3 separate regions of the Mus musculus genome follow, and regions 1 and 3 are each linked to region 2. A link is a contact called in public Hi-C data. All regions are on one chromosome and are shown on one strand. Each heading gives the region's core, a stretch centred on a gene start, on an enhancer-like site or on the middle of the called end of the contact. The rest is flanking DNA. Distances are from core to core; before and after follow the strand shown. Region 1 overlaps Gm39349 (a long non-coding RNA gene). Region 2 overlaps Gm34974 (a long non-coding RNA gene). Region 3 has its middle 15 kb from the start of Gm51682.

Region 1 (4,852 bases), core at 1,371-3,870, 540 kb after region 2:
ATCATTTATCTGCACATTGCCAAGGGAGGTCACTTCTGTCTGCCCAGTCTCTTTTATTGAGCCAGAAAATCAAGGCAGATGGAGATCCCAGGCAGGCCTGGCTTTTGAGTCTCCCAGAAATGGGTCCCCATCTCCTACACGCCACACACTCGAAGACAAATGAGGGAAGCTCAGCACAGTTCTGGGAGGATTGAGCAAGGTTGCTTGTGTGGTATCCATGGTGGCCTGAGAGGTCAGGAGCTGTCCAGTGACCCGAGTCAAGGGACGTGGGATGAGTGTTCAGGTCCTTGATCACTGTGGGGAGGGGCTTAGGCAATGGGCTTTATCAGCCTCTGTCGTAGGTTGCTATGGGACCCAAAGAGGAGACCTGAGAAATATCTCCCATCCTTGACAGTCATTCCTTAACATTCTGGAACCTTCTACATTTCAGAGCCAGAAACTCATCTTTTGCCCTACGCAGTGCACCAAGGAAGTTATAGAACAATAACTTTAAAAATATTTTTACATTTATTTATCTTATTTTATGGGTATTTCACCTGCATGGATGTGTGTGCACCATGTGTGTGTGACTGGTTCCTGAGGAGGTTAGAAGAGGGCTTTGGGTCCCCTGGCACTGGAGTCACAGAAGTTTATGAACCACTATGTGGGTGTTGGGAATTGAACTTGGGTTCTCTACAAAGGGAATAAGTGTTCTTCAGTTGCTGAGCTATCTCTTCAGCCCCATGACCCCATGAAATAGAATTTAATACTTCATGCTCTTTGTCCAAACCCACCAAAAGCAGGAATTAAATAAAATGTGGGGCACACATCTGTAATCCCAGCACTCCAGACGTGCAGACAGGAGGAAAGAAGTTCTGGTTTATCCTTGACTACCTAGTGAGTTCATGACCAGCGTGGGTGCTTGTGAAATGACCTACCGACCAAGTAAATAAGTAAATAGTAAGGAAATAAGGTCCCTGCTTTCCCCCCCATATCCATCTCAGTATCTCAGTCACAGTAAGAGATCAGTAAGTGTTGAATGAAAAAAAAAAAAAAAAACCCTCCACTGGCCAGTATACAAGACCACTCCCAGGCATATTAAATGAGAGTACAATCATCCATTGAATGGGCTTCCTTCAAAAGAGCCATATATCCTGGAAGCTCCATTCCAGACGCCCAGATGGCAGGGCCTGGGAGAGTTCCGAGTTATTCCTATTGAAACTGTTTCCTCTCAGAGGTCCAGAGTTCAAAAGCAAGGCATTTGCCACAAACAATTGGTCCAGTGTGAGAGGATGTGGCTGGCTGGGCTCCAGGGCCTCGTGGGACTTTGAGCAGTTACTAATGCAAATAGAAGGGAAAAGACTTATCCCGGGGGCAAATGTGGTCACCCAGAAATGCAGCCTCTGGCAACAGAAGGGAAAGAGAAGGTTAGGCTCTGTGCTTTGGGGAGAATGTCCTAGGACTTTGGAGGGGACTCGGGACTTCAGTCAGGAGGTGTAGGCCTCAGCAGAGAGCTAGGTCTCACATAAAAGTTTCTGTCTCTCTCACCTTTGTCTTAAGGCTGAGGGTAGTGGTGGCACATGACTGTTCACATGAATTAGTTAGCGGCAGAGGGCATCAGGTGCTCTGACCTGCTATTGTCTGCCTTGTCCCCTTGAGACAGGGTCTCACTGAGGCTGGAGCTCCCAGTTGAGGGTTGTGCTAGTTGGGAATCCCTGGTTTCCACTCTCCTCAGTGCTAGAGTTACAAGAGGGTCACTTGGCTTCCACATAGGTCCTGGGGATTTGAACTTAGGATCTCATGTGTGAACATTAGACACTCTTATCCACCAAGCCATCTCCCAGTGCTCAGAACTAAGTTTCTGTTCACCCAACTCTGACTCATTTCCCAAGGAAAATTTTCGCAGTTCAGGGTTATGGGCAGGCATATCAAGGAATCTTCCTGATTGGCGCACTGACTTCAGAATGCAGCTCTTTCTCTCTTGTGCTGAGGATAGCCCTCTACTGAAGGTAGGTAGTATCCGTGAGTGACCTTCTGCTGTGACATTTGTCCCTGCATTGCTGACTATGCACATGGTCTTCCCAGCCTTTGTCCACACCTTCCCTCCTTTCGAGTCACCTCTTCTCATATACTGGGTCCGATCATCATCCATTCTATGAAGGCTTTCTCTTCTCACCACAATCAGTAGGGACCCAGAGAGTAAGTGTGGAAGGAAAAGAGAAAAAGGGGGCAGAGAGAGCATTTGGAGCTACCTGGATGTTTGTCACTAGGCATGCATTGAGCATCCAGTACCATGTGCTGTGCGGAACTTGCTGAATGTGCACATTCCCAGTCCCCTCACCACGCCCCAGCAAAGGATTTCATTCCTACTCAGCTTTAAAGGTGTGTGTGTGTGTGTGTGTGTGTGTGTGTAGGGACAGTGTGTGGAGGACAGAAAACAACTTTTTGGGGTTGGTTCTCTCCTTCCGCCTTTTTTGAGTTCCAGAGCTTGAACAGATGTCACCGGGCTGGCCCCGCCAAGCTCTTTCACCCACTGAGCTGTCTTGCGGGTTTTCATTCTCCTTTTAAAGCCCATGCTGTGGTAGCAACTGCACTACACTCCTGCTTCTCCTTCTGGGCACTGGGTGGAATTTCACTTCTTGACCCAATGTGCTTAGGTGGAGCCATGGGAACAGTTCCAGACAATGATGTGTGAGAGGAAGTGGCCATCATTCTAGGGTGACGAGTGCTTCCTGTTTCTTCCTGCATGGTGACAGGCCAGCAGTGCTTGAAGAGGTGGCTGTTTTCCCCAACTTTCGCCAAGTGCCTCCCGACCTAGGATACACATAGAATACTAGTGAGCAAGAAATCCAATTTGATGACTTACCACAGAGGTCTGGACTTGTTTTATCCAGCCCATGCTGACCAAAGCATGGTTAGTGTTGATCGTTGCCATGACAAGATTTGGAATTACCTGGAAAGGGAGTCTCAGTGAGAGATTGTGTAGACCAGAAAGGCCTTTGGGCATGACTGTAAGGGTTTTTCCTTATGTGGGTGAACTGAGATGGGAGGTTCCACCCTGAATGTAGGCCACACCGTATATCATGGGCTGGATGGCCCCTGGACTGAATAAAAAGAGAGATGGAGTGGAATGTAAGCATCCCATAACTGCTTCTTGACTGTGAATACAACGTCATGAGGTGCCTCGAGCTCTGACTGCTGGGACCCTCAACCTCCACATGATTGAGCTTAGTCAGTCTTCTCTCCAGTAAGTTGCCTTCATCAGGGTATTTATCATAGCAACCAAACCCCAAAACCAAACCCAAGCCTTGGGAGGATCTGAATAGCTCTGGGAATGAGGTAGCATTGATTAAACACTTCTACTGAAAGGTGAGGGGGGCCAAGCAACTGGGCTCAGTGTTGTTGCCTCAAAGATGCAAGGCATGGGTCTCTTTTGGTCCATCTGGAAGGATCAGCCCTGAAACTTGTGCTTGGTCCACACAGAAACCTTTTGGCTAGCCTGCCCTGTGCATCCACAGTGGCCCCACAGGACAAGGCAGGGCAGGGCTGGTGGGAAGAGAGGGCTCCCAGGAGGGCCTTTCCCTATCTATGCTCCCCCCCACCCCGTCCCCCCCCTCCGTGGGCTTCCTTGTCTTTTTAAATGACCATGAAACAGCTCGAAGACAAGTGCCAGCTAACAAGGTTAAAGGAGCCTTAAAAACAAATGACGCCACCCCCCCACACTCAATTCACTGCTGAGTAAAATTTGTCACTTCAGTAAGCATTTTATTGGTAATTACAGAGTTACTTTATTTGCATATTACAGAGCTGTGAGCAGCCCTGGCGAAGATGTTTAGTGTCCCTGAGCATCTTGGAGGGAATTACTCAACCCAGACAGGGAGAATTCAGTAATTATTCCCTTAAAACGGGAATTTGCTAATAACTTTGCAGTAGATCACTTTATTTTTTACTACCCAATAAAGCAATTAAATAATAAGCAATTAAGTGCCAAAGTGACTCTGCAGAAGACCTGGCCCAAATCTGGCCTCTGTTGCATTTTGAAGGGGCAGTTAAGTCTAGCTTCAGGAACACCAGAATCAGGAACCAGAAAAAGCTGACACCAGGTTTCCCCCCTCTCGTCTTTAGAGTGGGGTCCAGGAGCCCAAGATGGCTGAAGCGCCATCTGTACTTGGAATAAGGCCCAGCGGTCCTCCCTGAGGCCAAGCCTGAAGGCCCTGGAATCCAGCTGGCTGTGCTCACAGGTAGCTCCAGCACTTGTTATTCAGGTAACGTGGACAGGTGGCTCAGGCTGTTCCCGGCCTTCATGTTCTTCAGTAGTGAGGCTCCTGAAGATGCAGGTGTCACCTGGGGACTGTGGTGATCATGACGTAAGTGAAGTAGGGCTCAGAAGAGAGGAAGTAGTCAGTGAGCATGCAATCCACTGTCTGGCCCAGGGCCCACTGCCACCACACCAGTGAGAACTGGGTCTCTGCCAGGGAACGTTATGAAAGGAGCGAACGGAAAGGTGATCCGTCAGCAAGGTGTGGAGTGGTGGGCAGTCAGGGGCACTTCTTCCATAATGCCTTCACCTTTTGGAATCTAATCCTAGCCTTCAGGAGCAAGTGCTTCAGGGGGTCTGAGAACACTCACTGGGTATCATCTTCATCATCATTCAGAGAGAATGTGTGTGTGTGTGTGTGTGTGTGTGTGTGTGTGTGTGTGTGTAGGTCAGAGTACAACCTCTGGGAGTCAGTTTTCTCCATGTACCATGTAGGTTCCAGGAATTGAACTTAGGTTTAATAGCTTTGGCAGCAGCAAGCACCTTTACCTGCTGAGCCATCTTGCCAACCCCACACTGGGCTCCTTACATGAAAGACAAGAAGAGTGATACCTA
Region 2 (4,467 bases), core at 766-3,265:
TCATCTACGATGGCATCCTCCCTGATCTTCCTCTAGAGGCCTTTGGCTGGCTGCCTGCATGGCAACTCCGGAGGGTCTGGGAGCTTGGCTCTGGCATTCATCCACTGGGAGTTGGGACCAGCTCTCTGCAACTGGAGCTGACATGGTGAATTGTCCCACCTTACAGGAATGTCTTCAAAGATGGTCCCAGCAGCTGGACCTGGCAGAGATGTGAGGACAGAAGCCAGGAAAGAACCCCAGAAAGTGATGACAAGGGGCAAGGAGTGCAGTTCCCCTCCAGTCTGGGGCTCTCCATGGTGCATTGGCACACAGGCCAGGCCAGAAGGGTGGCCAGCATCGTATAGGAGTGGCCGTTAGCCCTGAGCGGGAAGTGGCTTGTTTTGGTTGGGGCACAGGGGAGAAGCTGGTGCTGTGCCTTGAGACGTGAATGAATGAATGAATGAATGAATGAATGATTGACAGGAGAAAGCAAAGGAACAGAGGAAGGGAGGGGACACATGCAGGGGCTCAGGCTTCCCACACTCGAGCCCTGGAAGGTAAGGAGGTGGGGAGGACGCTAGTCAAGATGACCCACCTCAACAGGTGCATGAGGCTGGTGAGGTAGACAAGAGAAAAAAATGCTTCTGGTAGAGAGGGGGAGTCACAAACCCAGGCAGGAAGGGAGCAGATGGCCTGTCTCGTAGGCCACAGAGAGTCAGTCACTTGAGGTTTTGTCAGGGTGGAAGGTGAGGTTACTGTTAGCTCTTTTCAGGACCCCAGGCTTTGTCAAATAAGCCAGAGGGGGGTCCTGGGAAGGTCCCGAGCAGAAGAGGACAGTGGTTGTCACAAATTGAGCTCTAGGCTAAGTTGGGATGCACAAGACTCTATCTCGAAACAACAAACAAACAAACAAGGCCACACAAAGCTCCCTCTAACACAGGGCCCAGTGAGATGGCTCAGTGGGTAAGGGCACTAAGCTGCCAAGCCTGTTGATCTGAGTTCTTTTCCAGGGTCCACACCATGGAAGAAAAGGCCCGACTCTCTCAAGTTGTCCTCTGACCTCTACATGTGTGTCATAGCATGCATGTGCTGTCTCCAAATAAATAAATAATGTAAGACAAAACAAAACCCAACAAAACTGCCCAATAACACGGAACAGAGCAAAAGGCAACAACAGCCTTGAAGTGTTTTTTTCATTTCTTATATTATGTCTTTTAATTTCTCGGAGTGTGTGTTATACGTGTATATGTGCTCGTGAGTATGTGGGGTTTTGATGTGTGTATGTGTATATGCATTTGTGTGTATGAGTTTATGGATGCGTGTATGTATATATGTGCATATGAGTGTGTGTATGTGTTTATGGATGGGTGTATGTATAGATGTTCATGTGTGAGTGTGTGTGTATGTATGTATGTAAATATGTGCATGTGTGAGTGTGTATGTATGTATATATGTACATGTATGAACGTGTGTGTATTTATGGATGTGTGTATATATATGCATGTGTGAGTGTGTGTATGTATATATGTGCATGTGTGAGTGTGTGTGTATGTATGCATGTGTGTGTATGTATGTATATATGTATATGTGTGAACGTGTGTGTGTTTATGGATGTGTATATATGTGCATATGAATGTGTGTGTTTATGGATGTGTATGGGTATATATATATGCATGTGTGAGTGGGTGTGTTTATGGATGTTTGTATGTGTATACATGCATATGAGTGTGTGTTTATGGATGTGCATATGTGTATATTCGCATGCATATGTGGATGTGTTTGCATTTCTTGGCTGCCTGGAAGTGTTTCAGAAGGTCAGTCCTCTGACCTCTCATAACTTCTCTGGGTCCAGATGGAGGGCGTGGGCTGGGACACAGAGCAGAGGGGAACAATTGTAGTTTTTTTCTCTCCCTGTTCCTTCAAGGAAACTCACTTTAAATTTCCTCTGTGATTAGCTTGCTTACTACCAAACAGGCTGGTGGCCAGCTTCCCTCTGATCGCTCCTTCTGGTCCACCTCCCACATGTCCTGTCCACATCCCCTTTCATTTCTCCCGTTTTATATTTAGCCCGGATTGGTGAGAAAATGCTCAAGCCCGCAGCCACGCTAGTCATGTGTTCTGGGCCAGCTTTGGGTGTTGTGTCAAGATCCTTGTCTCTGGGGCTATGGTGCTCCTTAGAATAGGAGTGAGGGCCTGAGGAGGAACACACTAGGTATTCACTCACACCAAGGCCCGGCAGGGTCCTGACCCTACCACAGGGACCATGAAGCCCTGCTCCCTTTTCTGTTCTGCATGTCCACACGCACTATGCATAAAGTGGTCTCTGGCCCATGCCACAAATATTTACTGAGCCTTTGCTGTGGGTCAGGTCTGTAGCTGCGGATGGAGCTTCTGCTGGGAACAAAAGGGCGTGTAGTCCCTGCTCTCAGTGGCCTGTTCTCTCTCTCTCTCTCTCTCTCTCTCTCTCTCTCTCTCTCTCTCGTTGTCTCTCTCCCCACACATGTATGTATGGGAGTCTACCTGGTACTGGCCATCATTCTTTAGAAACCATCAACCTTGTTTTATAGGCCGAGTCTCTCACTGAGCCCTGAGGTTTACTAATTAGGCTAGGATGTTGGGCCAGATAGTCCCAGGGATCTACCTGTCTCTGCCTCCTCAGAGCTGGGATGGCACAAGCATGCCACCACACTCGCCTGGATGTTTTGACATGTGTTCTGTGGGTCCATCTCAAGTCCTCCTGCTAAAAGGCAAGCACTTTCCAGACCCCGCATCCTCTCCAGCCTAGAGGCGTCTTCACAGCAACATCTTAAAGTGAGGTTCAGTGGCTCTTCTCCCCACTTGACCAGCTTTCCAGATTTTTGCCTGTTGCTCGGCATTGTGCAACCTGGGATGTGACAGGAGCATGGCAGCCATTAACCACGGGTTTGGAATTGGGGGGGGGGGAGGCGTGGGCGGGCTAGGATGAAGGACTTGAGAGAGTACAAGGCCTCTGGCAGGGTGCATAGTCCCTGTAGTGAGAAAAAAATGGAGGCAGAAAAGGCCTTTGAGGTAATTGAGTTGGTGGCTTTCATGTTCATCATGCAGATACTGGGCTGAGGGCCAGCTCTGCTAGTGAGGGCGTGAACCCTGCCCTGCCCCAGCACGCAGGGTGTCATTCGCTCAAGTCCCTTCCTGTCTCATCTTTCTTTGTTCGCAGATCTCAATTATGCGTATCATCCCGGCAAAGGAGAGGGCTTCGAGCACAAAGGTCATCATATCGCGCCTCGGTCCAGAGAGGACTTGATTGCTCCGTGGCTCTAGCCAAAAGCTCCCTGGGTCTCTGGGCTCAGCAAGGGTTGGGGTGCAGCAGAATTATCTACCTGGGTTCCAGGTGCCATCTGGGTCTCTGTGCTGCAATTATAGTCACGTGCTCAACCCTGGAGGGTAAAGGGGGTGGCCTGAGCTGGTTCAGAGGCTAGGGGGTCCCTTGATGAGCTAGCTCCTGCACCACAGAGGGTTATTTTTAGGAGCTGGCTTCCTGGGATGCAGGCAGGCTTGCTGACTTTTGCATCTGGCGCTCAAGGGCCTCCACAGCTTCTCAGTCTGTCACTTCCCAAGCCCACTGCCCTAGTTCTGCCTGTCATCATCCTTTTGTTCTGCCTGCCTTGTCATCTGCACTGGCATGTTTCCTTTGAAACAGGACAGGCAAGGTCTCAACCACTATAATCCGGGAAGCGGCTTCCTACAGCCGTACATCGGTTTCTGAGGACTGTTACCGTGCAGTACCACAGCTTCCACTATTGCCTGAATCAGACACGGGGTTCTGGGAGCTGGAGGGCTGGAAGGCCAAGGCCAAGGCATCTGTAGAGCTGTGTTTTCTGCAAGGACTGCAGGGAAGGACGGGTTGCATCCCTTTCTCATGGTGGTATTTGATGTTCCTGGGCTTGAAGCTCCTACGTCTTGCTGTCTCCTGGCTGTTTTTTCTCCAGGATGACTGTTTTGGGAGTCTCCTCTCTCTATAGAACACTATGGGGCTGGAGAGATGGCTCAGAAGTTAGATCACTTGGTACTCTTCTAGAGGACCTAAGTTTGATTCCCAGCACCTACATCTAGTGTCTCACAAACATCTGAAACTCACAGGTAGCCACCCACACTCATATGTACACACACACACACACACACACACACACACACACACACACACACATACACACAGATACTTGATACACATAATATAATTAAAAACAAGATATATATATATATATATATATATATACTCTCACACACACATATCAGTAGGCATAGGCATATTAGATTAAGGATCTCACCCCACTCAAGTATAAACTCATCTTTTTTTCTGATCTTAGGCTGGGCTCAAACTGGTGACTCTCCTGCTTCAGCCTCCTGTGAGGTGGGACTATAAGTGGTGGTTTGAGTCCTATAAGAAAGCAGGCTGAGCAAGCAATGAGGAGCAAGGCAGTAAGCAGCACCCCTCCATGTTCTCTGCTT
Region 3 (4,403 bases), core at 701-3,200, 640 kb after region 2:
TTGCCTTCCTTTCCCTTGGGAACTGGGGGAACTTTCCCTAGCACACTCATTGTGGTGTTAAGGAGTCCTTTCTCTCTCCCTGCCCCAGGGTAGCCATCTGAATGCTGTATCTCTCCAGCCTGAGAAGGTGCAGAGAGGGAAACACTGACCAGAACAAAGCCAATTAGAGAACGTCTTTGAGCAGTGATCATAGTGCCGAGAAACAAGACTATATTCTTCCTCTTCTGGAGTCAGAGGAGTCTAGGTACAAGGATGAGGTGAAGTTGGAAGTGGTAGAGACTCTTAGCCACCATAACAGAGAGCCTGCCTGGGGAGCCAACCTGGAGAGATAGGACAGGCTAGTTAGGGCGAGAGAGGGAAGGAGTGGAGAGAGAGAAGAGGGGAAGAGGAAAAGAGGGAGAGGAGGCAGAAAGAGTGGAACGGAGGGAGGGCTGGAGGGTGGGTTGGAGGGAGGGAAGGAGGGAGGGAAGGAGGTGTAGAGAGAGGGGGGAGGAAGGGAGGGAGGGAGGGATGGAGGAAGGGAGGTGTAGAGGGAGGGAGGGAAGGGAAGAGGGAGGGAAAGGGGATTTCCACGGTTGGTCTCTGAACCAAAGCTGGATTAACCAATGTATTACTTTCTTTCTTTGAACCCTTGCAGTTGGGTTTCTGTCAGATGAAACCAAAAGAGTTTGATAATACGGTAGTCACCTTTAACTGGAAAATCCCTCCCTGTCTTCAGCACAGGGGAAATTTCTTTATTGTGTGATGAGTCCTCTTCAAAGGCTTCGGTTTCCCAGCCAGTACTCAGTCAGTTGGGCGCTGGATTTCTGAGATTTACTTCATCTTTTTTTTTTTTTTTTTTTTTTTTGTCTTCCCCCTTTCAGGAGACCACGTCAACATTTAATGTGTGTTCTGAGCTACCCCGTCGACTTGACTGATCCTTCCTTCCCTTCCAGGTCTTTTATGATGCTTTTCATTTTAGCCAACAAAAATTTAATTTCTAAAAAAAAAAAACTCTCTCAATTTTTTTTTTTCTTTTCTTTTTCTCAAGACAGGGTTTCTCTGTGTAGCCCTGGCTGTCTGAAACTCTGTAGACCTGGCTGGCCTGGAACTCAGAGATCAACCTGCCTCTGACTTTTGAGTGCTGGGATTCAAGGTGTGTGTCAATAGTCCCAGTTTTCTAAAAACCTTTTATCACCTTCTTGTTCCTTTTGCCTGCCATTCTGAGCTGCTTTTGTTTTTATGGCGATAAAACCCTTTCTTCATTCATTTTCGGGGGCTGGTTATTTATTTATTTATTTATTTATTTATTTATTTATTTATTTATTTAATCAATTGGTCTATAAACTCTCCCAAATCTTTAAATTCATCTAAACTTCATATTTATAGATAATAATAGAGTAATAGATCTAGCCAGGCATGGTGGCACATGCCTAAAGTCATAGCACTTGGGAAGCTGATAGGGGAGGATTGCAAGTGTGTGTGTGTGTGTGTGTGTGTGTGTGTGTGTGTGTAATGGAGATACAGAACCAGGGATTCATACAGCGTTACAGTTAGAGTGACTACTAACAAAAGCAAACATTAAGGGCTGGTGAGAGGGCTCAGTGGTTAAGAGTATTTGCTGTTGTTCTCTCCAAGGCTCGGATTTGATTCCCAGCCCCCAACACCAGAGCCTCACAGTCAGTCGCCCTTAACCAGGACATCTATTGCCCTATTCCTGCCTCAGTGGACACCTGCAGACAAGCAATGAATGTGCACGTGCTCAGGCACGCATACACGTAAAATTAAAGTCGCTAATTAATTAAAAAAAAAAGAACAATAGTAGTAATATAACAATAATAATGATGTTGGTATTTAAGGACATGTTAAAATTTCTAATAAGTAATAAAATTATGGTAAGTATATGAAATTGCTTTTTTAAGAAAAGGAAGTGAAAGCAACTTACTAAGAGGAAGTGTGAGGGGGATTTAGGTTTCTGAATTATGAAATGAGGGTCAAAGTTGCAGCGACTGAGCACTGTGTAAGGAGCCAAGACAATGCAACTGTCCCTGAGGAGACACAGAGATGTGTGGGAATGACTTCCAGTCCTGGGGCATCTCTGGGTCTGGCTACCATTGCATAGCCATTCCAAGTAGTGTGTGGGAAACTCGTCTATCAGCCAGCAGGACCTATGGTTTGGAAAACCACACTCCTGGGTATCAGCTGCATCTGAGACATGTGCATGACAAAAATGTATACTGCAGGACAGACCGAGTCCCGTTTCTCTGTGGTATCCTCCATTTTCTCCCTGATGCTGTCAGGGATGCTGGGAAGGGCCACACTACAGAAATGCAAGTTGTTCTCATGTGTATGCATGTGGGGTGTTTTGTTTTGTTTTGTTGGCTTTGGCTTTGGCTCTGGCTCCAGCTATTTACAATTTAACTCCCAGTGTATTTGCTGGAACCTGGGAAGGAGGGTCACATCATTCTTACCTGACAGGCGTAAGAACGTGGAGATCCTCAATGAACCAGAAAAGCAACGCAAGCTTAAGTTGTTGTCAGTTCAGCGGAGAGAGCCCTTAATTTGGCAGCCGAGAAAATGAAGCCATCAGCCCCACCTCTACCCCCTCCACCATGGCTACTCAGAAACCTCCAGTCTCTGTGCTCTTGGGTCTCGGTGGTCTCTTTGTGCTTCTGTTATTCAGCAGTCTGCAGACGGCCAGACGAGGGCTGCAGTGCTGGGGGAAGAATGAGAGGGAGAGAGCTCTGAAGAAGAAAGAATGACATAAATAATTCAGTGATTGCTGACCATGGGCCATTACATTTCCCATGATCTGTTTTACTGTAGCTGTTATGCCGTGTTAGTCACTGCCAATTCAATTGCAAACCAGGCGTTTCACTGGGCCTAAAGGAGCTGCCCATTGCTCCCAAGATCCAAGACCATGACAGCTTTGGCCTTGAGCTTGCTTAGGCCTCATCTTAAAAGATGGCCAAATGGATTCATACCACAGTGTGGGGGTGGGGGTGGGGGCAGCAGGCTTCTCCTAGCTCCTGTTTGTTCCTGAGCCACTTAGAGTGGGGGGGGGGGGGACAGTCACCTTGCCCTCACCTAGAGACCCTGCTGCTATCTCTAGTGCTCAGAAAACACACAGCTTTCTGGGAGGGGGACCATTTAAAGGGCTCACGTGTTCTATGTAAACAGTAATAATAACTACCAGGATTGTGTATGCTCTGTGGGTGTGAGTGCATATGTATCGTTTGCAGACGGACATATATGTATGTGTAGGACAGAGGGAAACCTTGAGTGTCATTCCCCATGAACACTACCCGCCTGTTATTTGAGGCAGGATCTCTTCCTGGTCTCGCCTGCCCCTAATAGGTTATTTATTTGCCAGTGCAAGTCTGTTGCCCTCTTTGTCCTCAGTGTCGTTGCTTATTGTGGGGTGGAAAGAAGGGGTCTGGCTACTGTGTCACTGAGCAGGTCATGTGCCAATGTGTCCCTCAGCACTGTTGTGGGGCTCTGGGGACTCATGAACTGATGGTTAAAGCAAGAGACTTAGTCTCTTGCGTCACCATGGGGACTGACCCGGTTGTTGTCTTTGATATCACAGGGGCGGGCCTCAGAGGCTGCAGAGGCTGCAGAGGCTGCAGAGGCTGCAGAGGCTGCAGAGGATTCTCCTTTAAGCTGCCTCCAAGCTGGCTTCCCTTCTCTGGCTTTGTTAGTTCTTAAATTCCCTTTTGTAAGCTAGGATGATGGACCCTCCTGGAGTGAGTGAGGGTTCCTGGGGATGCCACTTAGTCCATGCTGTGGCTGTGCATAGCTGGGGACCCACCCCATCGTGTGTGCTTGGAAGTTACTGAGTATCCCCCCTCCCTCTCCCCCTCACACACAACATACCGTGAGGGGGCTAGGCTCTATTTCTGGAAATATATCCAGAATATATAGTTTTATTGTTTGAGAGCCAGCTACCAGAAACTTCTGGGCTATGTGGAATTGAGCTGGTTGTGAGTCTTAGTTGAAGAGAAGCTTCGACGTCTCCTTCCAGCCTCTCTTGGTGTCTGTTTCTTGGACCTTAACATAAGCTAAGTTTTGCCAGGGGTGGTGGAATTTAATTGAATGTGGGGATGAGAGCAGTGAGTTATAAGGTAGGGACCCAGGGGAGGGAGAGAGGATGCTGTCTCAGAGAGAGGAAGACCAGTCTAACTACATCTGGGACCCCGACTGCTGGAGACAGAACATGGGTTAGGATCTAGGGCCTCTCTGCTTGCTTGAATTCACTCCTTCATTTACCCACTCATTCTTTTCTCATTTATGAATTCATTCATTCTTTCCTCACTGAGCCCCTGCTGTGTTAGACACAGGGCTGATTCCTGACAATAGGGTAGTGAATCAGAGCAGAACCCCTTCCTACCTTACAGTCTATGGACGTCATGGGCACACCAGTA

The links. Hi-C and Micro-C count contacts between places; a contact is called where the count stands out from the background.
Region 1: a Hi-C map of bone marrow-derived macrophages shows a contact between it and region 2, with 24 read pairs. The contact joins two enhancer-like sites. A contact is called at or near these places in 1 of 15 datasets of contacts at CTCF or cohesin (embryonic stem cells), 1 of 484 Hi-C or Micro-C datasets (bone marrow-derived macrophages) and 1 of 115 datasets of contacts at active chromatin or transcription factors (embryonic basal ganglia).
Region 3: a Hi-C map of bone marrow-derived macrophages shows a contact between it and region 2, with 12 read pairs. The contact joins two enhancer-like sites. A contact is called at or near these places in 1 of 15 datasets of contacts at CTCF or cohesin (embryonic stem cells), 3 of 484 Hi-C or Micro-C datasets (bone marrow-derived macrophages, embryonic retina and embryonic stem cells) and 3 of 115 datasets of contacts at active chromatin or transcription factors (acute myeloid leukemia, embryonic basal ganglia and embryonic stem cells).

Annotation. Positions count from the first base shown.
Region 1 is chr9:61,347,684-61,352,535 of GRCm38.p6, reverse strand. It overlaps Gm39349 (a long non-coding RNA gene), which reads right to left. Exons shown (of 5, transcript XR_870815.2): 5 at 3,808-4,361. Among named protein-coding and RNA genes, the nearest start is that of Gm39349, 11 kb to the right of the region's middle. Within about 2 kb of position 2,620, at least 39 of the 459 cell types and tissues checked have an H3K27ac peak or open chromatin away from gene starts, as enhancers often do. A contact at or near this core is called in bone marrow-derived macrophages, where this site is marked.
Region 2 is chr9:61,883,724-61,888,190 of GRCm38.p6, reverse strand. The region is part of intron 1 of Gm34974 (a long non-coding RNA gene); the gene reads left to right. Among named protein-coding and RNA genes, the nearest start is that of Gm34974, 13 kb to the left of the region's middle. Within about 2 kb of position 2,015, at least 8 of the 459 cell types and tissues checked have an H3K27ac peak or open chromatin away from gene starts, as enhancers often do. A contact at or near this core is called in bone marrow-derived macrophages, where this site is marked.
Region 3 is chr9:61,239,923-61,244,325 of GRCm38.p6, reverse strand. No RefSeq gene overlaps it. Among named protein-coding and RNA genes, the nearest start is that of Gm51682, 15 kb to the left of the region's middle. Within about 2 kb of position 1,950, at least 38 of the 459 cell types and tissues checked have an H3K27ac peak or open chromatin away from gene starts, as enhancers often do. A contact at or near this core is called in bone marrow-derived macrophages, where this site is marked.